Linked DNA regions of Sus scrofa: region 1 is linked to region 2. The links are chromatin contacts, called in public HiChIP or PLAC-seq maps. All regions are on one chromosome and are shown on one strand. The core of a region is the stretch at or near the end of the contact, and the rest is flanking DNA. Distances in the headings are between cores, read along the strand shown.

Region 1 (4,414 bases), core at 527-3,026, 66 kb after region 2:
CTTGGATGAAAAGACAATTCATGATTCTGCTAATGATGTGAAAACTAGAGTTTGAAAACACTGTACCACCAGGGTACTGTTGACCTCAGTTGCCTTCCATCTAAAAAATCCATCCCCTGTCTCTAAAATATCAGGAATAGGTAGTTAAGGTCCTATGAAGTGTTTTCTTTCCAACCTGAATTTATAACTTGAATATTTGAGCTCATGAATTATGGGTTCTGTGTATATATCACACTGCTTGTCAACATCCACACATAAACCTTCTTGCTTTGACAATTAATCTGAAAAACTCCCCATATACTCCGAGAGGGGAAAGCCTAATTTGGTGGAAAGTAATAAATGACCCTTTCCATCCCAGAATATATGCTTCTCGGGTTCAATTAACCTCTGAACGATTCTCTTTCTAAGAGGAAAGTAATTCTCCTTGGTGTCCTTGTCATCTACAGAGTGGGAATCTCTCTAGTGGCAAAGAATGAGTAATCACTTACATGACCCAAAAAGGCCTCATCTTTTCATTTCCCTCCAGTACTGTCTAGAGCAGCGGGAGGAACTGATAAAAGGGCCATAATCTCCCGACATGAGCACAAAATCCATCAGGCCATTTTCCTTCCCCCTGCGTTTTCCGTCTCATTCTTTTTCTTCTCTCTTCTCCATTTTCCTCTCCGCCTCATGGCTGTTTTTCTTAACCTATAGCCCCCTCCCCGTGGTTTGCATTTTTACAACCTACCAGATAAAAGCCCTGGGGATCCTCCAAGCTTCCTTAAAGCACCACCTGCAACAATGTTTTAAAAAGCAATGTCAGGAAAGCCTATGGTGTGGGAGAAGGTTACACTGGTTTCCCTACAAAGTTTTGGTACAGAACGTGTGGGCTCATTCCACAACTCAACCGAAAACCGGGAGGACCGAAACACACACACACACACACACCCCAACGACCTCGGAGGACCGAAACACCCCCCCCCCCACGACCTCAACCGGAAAGAGCCGACCCAGGCCCACTGCCTGAAAGGGGATACTCAGGACGACAGTGCCGTGGGGGGCGAAGAAATTCTCCCGGGTTTCAGGGTTCAAGGGACACAGCTGGCCCGCTGCTGCGTGCAGGGGAGGCTCTCACCTGCTTCGCGCGGCCCTAAAAGCGGCAGGAGTGACCCCTCCCCCCAGGGCGGGGCCGACGCCCCCCGGAGCCAGGGCCCCCGGCTCGGAGGGCGGCTGTGCCCGGGTTCGCTCCTCCCGCCGAGACGCGGCTCCGAGGTGCGGTGAGGAGGCCGCCGTCTCCGGGAGCGTTTCGGAGGAGCCAGAGGGGTCGTCGGGGGCAACGGCCCGGCAGGGGCCCCGAGGCGGCCGCAACAGGTGCGCCTCGGCCGCCCTTCCGCCCTCCCGCCGCCGGCCCGGCCTTTACCTGCTGCGGCCGCAACCGCGTCCGGGGACGGAGGCCCAGGCCCGGCCGCCCTTTCCCGCAGCGCAGGCCGAGCTCGCCGGACGCACGGACCGACGGACCGGCGGACCGACGGGCGCCTCGGGTCGCGACGGAGGGCCTGCAGGCCCCCACCCCGAAGGCGCGGGCACCGGGTCCGCCGGGGGCGCGAGGGCCACCAGGGAGGGCGCGACCGCCCAGCAGGCCTCTGGGGCAGAGAGTCGGCAGCCGGCGACCGGGCCGCCACCCTCGCTCGGCGCCCCGGCGACGCGCGGGCCCTCGCGCTCGTCCGCGTTGCCGCGCGGCTTTTGGTCCCTCCCTCTCGCCGTCCTTCCCTCCTCCTCCTCCCCCGCCCTCCGCGTTGTCAGGGCAACCCGAGAGACGCCGGCCCGGGAGGAGAGGTGTTAGGAGGGGCGGCGGCGGCGCCGGGGGCTCGGCCGGTGGCGGCCTGGGAGCAGCTGACCATGGAGCCCCAGAGTAAGGCGGCCGCGGCCGGGGCCGGGGCCGGAGCCGGGGCGGGCGGGCCTCCCCGGACGGGTGTGGGTGCCCCGCGTGCGGCTCCGCGGGCTTCTGACGCTTTTGACATGGAAATACGGTCTCCCCCTTGCACTTTTGTCTCTTGGAGAGAAGGGGGCTAAACCCAGCAGAGTGGGTCCGCCGGGGGCCGGGTGGGCTCGGTAGTATGGCCGGGAGGATGCAGCGCCCCCACTGTGTTCCTTCCTTAAACCCCCCAAACAAATCCCTTTATCGTTACTGTTACTGTCATTATTGTTATTATTTTAGTTTGGTAGTTAGTTGGCTCATTAATTGTAAATAGCCATTCTGCTTCTCAAATATCAGCAATTGAACATGAAACGAGGCTAGGTCTTGTAATTATCAGAAGAGATCTCTGTCCTCCTCCCAGTAGTCGGAGATCTGGAGAAAAAAATTTTTGAGCTTCTTCCAAGAGTGTTTAATTCGTTGTTAGAGATTCTACGAGGTAGGCTTGAACACTCAAAAAAAAAAAAGTGACGATTTCTTTTTCTCTTTCACAGATTGTTTTACAAAAGGTGGGCAGTCTGGTGTTATCAGATCTAACATGAGCTTTAAATAATTGTATTTTTAAATAATATTATTATTTAGACCTTTCTAGGGACATAGTGCTCCTTCCTTCTTTCCCAAGCTGTTTTATTGCTCCTTCTGCTCGTAAATTAAGAATAGTGTTTTATGGAGTTCCTGTTGTGGTGCAGTGGTTAACGAATCCGACTAGGAACCATGAGGTTGTGGGTTCGATCCCTGGCCTTGCTCAGTGGGTGAAGGATCTGGCGTTGCCATGAGCTGTGGTGCAGGTTGCAGACGCGGCTCAGATCCCGCGTTGCTGTGGCTGTGGTGTAGGCTGGCAGCTACAGCTCTGATTCGACCCCTAGCCTGGGAACCTCAATATGCCTCAGGAGCGGCCCTGGAAAAGGCAAAAAGACAAAAATAAAATAAAATAAATAGTGTTTTATGTGGAGACTAGAGACTTGAACCTTATAAAGAAGGGTGAAGTTTGACTCTCAAGACCAAATTGTCTTTTCTTGCACAACTTCAGAAATGGAAGTACTCAGACCAAGTCCATTCTCTGGAGGATAAGCTGACATTATTAAAGGCCATTTGTTTCCAAGAAGGCTTTAAAGGCTTTTTTCTTTCTTTTAATTCACTTGCTGAGGAGAAGGCTTACTAGTTGAGAGTCACAGTTGTTTGTGTTGGTTTTATATGGTATCATGTCACTTGCACTCGTAGCTCTCTTGAATCTACATTTTCTCTAACCTATTGAGAGAAATTTAACTTACAACAATACTAAAATTTGTATCATGTCAAACTGATGCCAGGATATGTATATCCTCTAGAAATAAAAGTGTAATTTTTTTTTAAAAAAAGCAACTTTAGGAGTTGTGGCACAGCAAGTGATGGATCTGGCAGCAGCTTGGGTCGCTACTGTGCCATAGGTTCAATCCCTGGCCCAGGAACTTTCACACGCCATGGGAGCAGCCAGAAAAGAAAAGAAAAAAAAAAGCAACTTTATTTCTGCAGATTTATATTTCTGTTTAAATGTGTAAACTATAAATTTCAGGCCCTTCAGCACTCAGACTCACTGCTTGCTGGCTCGTTTGTGGTGGCTCATTCGCGGTATCCTTATGTTGCAAACACTGTCCTGGGGTGGAGGGTTGGACAGTGAGTAGGACAGTGTTTGTTTTGGTTATCCCTAGAAAACTGAGCAGAGACTTGCCCGAGAATGACTGAAACCTCCCTGGGGTCTGAGATTGGGGAAGAAGAGATGGGAAGAGGCTTCCGGCAGGAAGCAATAAGAGGCCTGCGGAATGAGCCAGCAAAGAATGAGGGAAATGGATTCCGGGCAGAGGTAATCCCTTGGGCATGGGCCCTGCGACCTGAGCGCAGTGTGGGTTGAGGCTCAGAGGAGGAAGATGGCTAAAGCTGTAACCAAGAAGGCCAGGGGTGTGGGGAAGAGAAAGAAAAGAGACAAGGCTGGAAAAGTGAACAGGAATCAGATCCCAGAGCTTTGTTTAACTGTGAGAAATTTATTTACTCCGCCTACAAATTATACATTTATAGTTCATCTCACTGGATTTTGCAGTGGAAAATATCTGTTAAGTAATCTATGCCTGGAGAACAACTCTAAGCTTACTCTTCTCTCCATACTCTCAAATGCTGTTACCAGTTTAAGTTTAGACAATTCAAACAGTAACCATTTACCTTAGGCAATTTCTTCACAGTAATAAACACCATGTGTTTCAGTGGTAATGAACCTGACTGGTATCCATGAGGATGCAGGTTCGATCCCTGGCCTCGCTCAGTGAGTTGAGGATCCCGCCTTGCCATGAGCTGCGGTGTAGGTCACAGAATTTAAAATTTTTAAAAATAAGCCATAAGCCATAACCACGTGGGGTTCCTCTCACTAATACTATGTTGCTTTAACAGTTGAGAAAAAAAATCAATATAAATCACATTAAATGCAGAACA
Region 2 (4,506 bases), core at 819-3,318:
TCTGTTTTGTGAGATGAAAAATTTCTCGACATGGATGGTGCTGATGGTTGCATGAAAATGTAGATAGACTTGATGCTACTCAGCTGGACACTTGCTTAAAATGGTAAATTTTACGCTGTATGTATTTTACCACCAAAAAAATATAAAGAAATGGAAAAAATTACCCGTGAAGTATCAGTGCCACTCTAGTGATATGTTGACACGGTGCCTTCTGAGTCTTTTTTTTTTTCTACTCTTAGCCTTTTGATAGGTCTGTCTTTATAACCTCCTGTCTTGTACATGATTGAAAGACATTTTTACATAGTTGTGGGACCCAGAGAGGCCATTTTAAGCCACGCCATCATATGCGAAGCCCTAATGTTTACACGTTATAATTCATGTTGTGACTTAGTAGACAGGAACTCATAGACAACTCTTAGAACACAATCACAGGGCCTCTGGGAACCCTTAAGGTATTCTGATTCCATTTCTTGCTGCTGAAGTATCACTGAGAGAAGTGATCATGCTTCTGCTTAAACGGCTCCAGCAACGTCCAATCTCAGTTTAGGGACAGCTCACTCCATCTGGAATCACACTCATTCAACCTACTTTCCTCATCTGACAGAGAGAAAAAAAGGAAAGCTATAGAGCTTACTCCCAGAAAGTGGATGACTTCTCTAATGAGTGACTTTCTTTCCAAATAAAAAAATATATATTTTTTTGTCTTTTTGCCATTTCTTGGGCTGCTCCGGCGGCATATGGAGGTTCCCAGGCTAGGGGTCCAATCAGAGCTGTAGCTGCCAGCCTACGCCTGAGCCACAGCAACGCAGGATCTGAGCCGTGTCTGCAACCTACACCACAGCTCACAGCAATACTGGATCCTTAACCCACTGAGCAAGGCCAGGGATCGAACCCGCAGCCTCATGGTTCCCAGTCGTATTCGTTAACCACTGAGCTTCCACAGGAACTCCCCAAATAAAATTCTTTACAACAGGCTGCTGTATAAACCTGACCTGTAGATGAATTTTATTTGGCACAAGTTTTACAATTCAAGTTACTTTTTTTCCCCCTAAAAATCCAGAACTCCAGGTTCTCTTGAAATGTAAGAACTGACAACACTAGGCAGCATTTCCACTTGACCACCAGGGATCAGCTGCCAGGAGCACACCCCCTCGTTTGCCAGACTCCCCATCCACTCTCTTCCTTTACTATAGGCTCAGATCTGTAATGTGGATATTCCCACTGGCCCTTGAGCATTTAATGTTGATCACCAATTTTAAAAAAACTTCCAGGTCAAGAAATGCGCTTAAGGAGGGTGGGCTGGCAACAGGCATTAGGGTGGGATTCATTCCAAGGTTGTGCCAACGACTACGTGTGGGGGGATCCCCGTAGGGCCTTGCTTGAGCCAGGCTTGGGGGCATCTGCGCGCATCAGGCGACCTTCCATTCGGGGCCGACTACTGTCCCTGGACAGCACCCAGCACCCAGGCCAGCAGCGGCCTCGGGGTTCCAGCCCGACCTGTCACGCACAGGCTAGCGCAGCAGGCGGGCCCCCGCGTGTCCCAGGGACTCCGTCCTCGTTGGTACCGTGCGCAGCGACACCTACCTCGCCGGGCAAGTGAAGCACTCGGCAGGCATCCAGTCGGGGGCAGAATCTCAGGGTTCCCGCCCGCAGGCAGCGAGCCCGCCGGACAGACCAGTCCGGGGGTCGGCCCCTTCACCACGTGGCTTCCGCTGCCATGGCGACGGCCCACGCCGGGCCCCCAGCACCAGCGCCAGCGCCAGCTCCAGGGGTCGCGGAGCCGGCGCACCGCTCAGCTGAAGCTCGCGCATGCGCACCAACACGTAAGCCCGGGAGCCCGAGCGGAGATGGGTCGAACCACTGCGGGAAAGGGAGAGGGAGTCGTGGAAAGGCGTGAGGCTGGATGGAAGGAAGACGAAAAGGCCAAGACAGGGCCCTGAGTTGGACCTGACTCTAAGGTTTCAGGGCTGTGCAAGCTACCAGGGCAGGGGGATTGACACCGCCTCAGCGCCGAGGTTCTTCGTGATCTCCCACCCCCTCGGCTTGTGTGGGTGGGTCCGGAAGGGCGGGCGCGCGGAAGGGGCGCAGGCGCAGGGAGGCCGGCAACATGGCGTCCAGGCCCAAGCGGCGCGCCGTGGGCAATGGGTCTCCTGCTCCGCGCGATGAGGAGGAGGAGGAGGATGAAGTCGAGGGGAGGATGAAGACGATGAAGACAGTGACGAAGGCGAGGATGAAGAGGACGAGATCATCAATGAGGTGAGACGCATACGCGGCCCCGTCTGGCTTACATCTGGGAAAAAACCTTTCGGCAGCCGAAGCCGTGTGAATGTCTGCGCTGCTTCAAGTAGCAGCTGCCCCGCACCTGAGGGTCCTTAAGCAGAGGCTGCGGGTGGGAAAAAGTTCTCGCTTCGTTCTTCCCCACGCTCTAGCCGCAGTGTGGGTCCTGCTCCGGCCAGCGCGGTCCCTCCTACCGCCGCGACACCATCCTCCCCGCTGGCTTTCGTTGGTTTCACACTAACATCCCGAATCCTCTGGGGTCGCTCAGGGCCCCGGGCCCACCCTCTGACCTCCCCGCAGCCACTCAGCCTGGTTCCCCGGTGCCTGCCTCCCTCACCACGGCCTTCGGTCCGTTTCTCGAAGGCACGTCTCCTGCTCCTCCACGCGCTGCCTAAGCTGTCATTTCTGCCCCTCAAGCCAAGTCCTGGGGATCCATTCTCATAGAACTGGGAGCTGCCATAGACCCCCCGATATTTGTTTAATGAATAACTAGGACTGAATGATCTTGACGACCACAGGATGTCTAACAGTACTGCAGACATCACATGTCCAAGGCAGAATTTGAAACTTATGCCCCTGCTCTTAATCATTGCCATGTCTGTAAATGTTAGAAAACTAGGTTCGCCTTTTGGTAGGTGTGGGACCAGTAGACACAACCAAGCCAAAAATGGGGAGAAGGAAGGATTTATTAGTATTTGCATCAAATGAGGAGAACTTGGGGATCTTCCTTAAAGCTGTGTCTTCTGGGACTGCAAAATTGGAAAGTTTTAAGTTAAGGGTACATGCATATTCATGAAGGAGCTTGCACAGAGGAGAATAATGCATAGAATCGGGGCAAAAGTCAAGAAAGTCCACGTCTTTGCTGAAGTCTGGAGGGTCAACCTCACCTTTCCATCCTGGGGGTGGGGGGGAGGCGGCTTAGTTCCTGCAGAGCTCAAAGGTATTGCTGTGTAGATCCCTTGAGGAGGAACTGGGACTCTCCTTTATCCCTGCACTAGTCTCTGGCTGCCTTTTCTTTCTTCCTGCATTCTATTCCCCTAGGATCATGAGTTACTGAGACCTGTTAGGGCAGGCATTGTGGCCTGGCTTTGTCACAAAATGGCTTAAGCCAAAATGGCTTCTCTCATGTCATGCTTGGTTCTCCTTCTCTGGGGACCCTCTAACCTCTCTACTTACATAAATCCCCAAGTTCAGCAGTTGCTCAAATCCAAAACCTGAAGCTTTCATTCCTTTCCTTTCCTCGTCCCACATCGGTGACTCCCTTCATTTTAGCTTTACCTTCCGTGTCCCGACGTTTCTCATCAGTGGTCCAGCAGCAGTCACAGTCCACACGTCCACCATCTGGACTTCTCTAGTAACTAACTAGCACATGCCTCGTTTCCATTCTTGTTCCCCTGCAGCAGAGACATCTATTTAAAGGGTAGGTCTGTTCTCACTTTCCTGCTCTGAGCACTCCAGTGGCTTCCCACCTCATTTATAAGCAAATCCAAAGTCCTCATGGTTCTCGGGCAGGACAGCTAATGTGGCAGAATCAGAATAAGCAAGAGCGAGTGATGAGGGAGTAAAGTCAGAGATAAACATGAGTTGGGTTTAGCATGGGTGCAGGATTAGGGCTGAGACTGGCAATCGGTATATGATAAATTTTCCACTCAACAGAGCTTTCCCCACAAATCAGCTTTTTTGGGCCTTTGCCTTGAAAAGTGTTTTTCATTTAGAACTTAACTGTCTGTTTTGCTAACTTTGGGTTATAAAATCAGTGCTTCTTGCATTAACATGGATAATCTGTCAGACTGCCAGTGATTGGAAATTGTGTAGCAGTCGTCATTAGTGAAAGAAAATAGGCGCTTAGGTTCACTGCTGGTGGGACTATAAATTGGTGCAGTCTTTTGGGAGGCAGTCCGACAGTATCAACATTTTAATTAAAATTTCTTTTTTTTTTTTTTTGTCTGTGCCCTTGGCATTCAGACTTTCCTAGGCCAGGGAGTGAACCAGCACCACAGCAGTGACCCACGCCACAGCATTGACCATGCCACATCCTTAACCTTTAGGCCACCGGGAAATGCCCCAAATTTCAAATGTATAAATTCTCTGATTCAATAATTCTACTTATAAGTATTCAGTAATAGTAACAGTAACAATAATAATCATATATGATCTTCCAGGCTCTGTACGCTTCATATGAACTCATTTAATGCTTAGATCAATCCTAGGAAGTTAGGAATTATCCCC

What was found. HiChIP or PLAC-seq counts read pairs in DNA pulled down with a chosen protein or histone mark.
Region 1: a contact with region 2 is called in an H3K27ac HiChIP or PLAC-seq map of alveolar macrophages. The contact joins the promoter of FANK1 here to the promoter of BCCIP in region 2. A contact is called at or near these places in 3 of 47 Hi-C or Micro-C datasets (heart right ventricle and liver) and 1 of 2 datasets of contacts at active chromatin or transcription factors (alveolar macrophages).

Annotation. Positions count from the first base shown.
Region 1 is chr14:135,195,644-135,200,057 of Sscrofa11.1, forward strand. FANK1 (fibronectin type 3 and ankyrin repeat domains protein 1) reads left to right here and starts at 1,777. Exons shown (of 14, transcript XM_021072604.1): 1 at 1,777-1,891. The coding sequence starts at 1,879. DHX32 (putative pre-mRNA-splicing factor ATP-dependent RNA helicase DHX32) reads right to left here and starts at 1,724. Exons shown (of 12, transcript XM_001926580.6): 1 at 1,400-1,724.
Region 2 is chr14:135,129,260-135,133,765 of Sscrofa11.1, forward strand. BCCIP (BRCA2 and CDKN1A-interacting protein) reads left to right here and starts at 2,069. Exons shown (of 8, transcript XM_001926083.6): 1 at 2,069-2,189; 2 at 2,192-2,256. The coding sequence starts at 2,108. It overlaps UROS (uroporphyrinogen III synthase), which reads right to left and starts at 1,810. Exons shown (of 10, transcript NM_001244365.1): 1 at 1,585-1,810. The coding sequence starts at 1,616.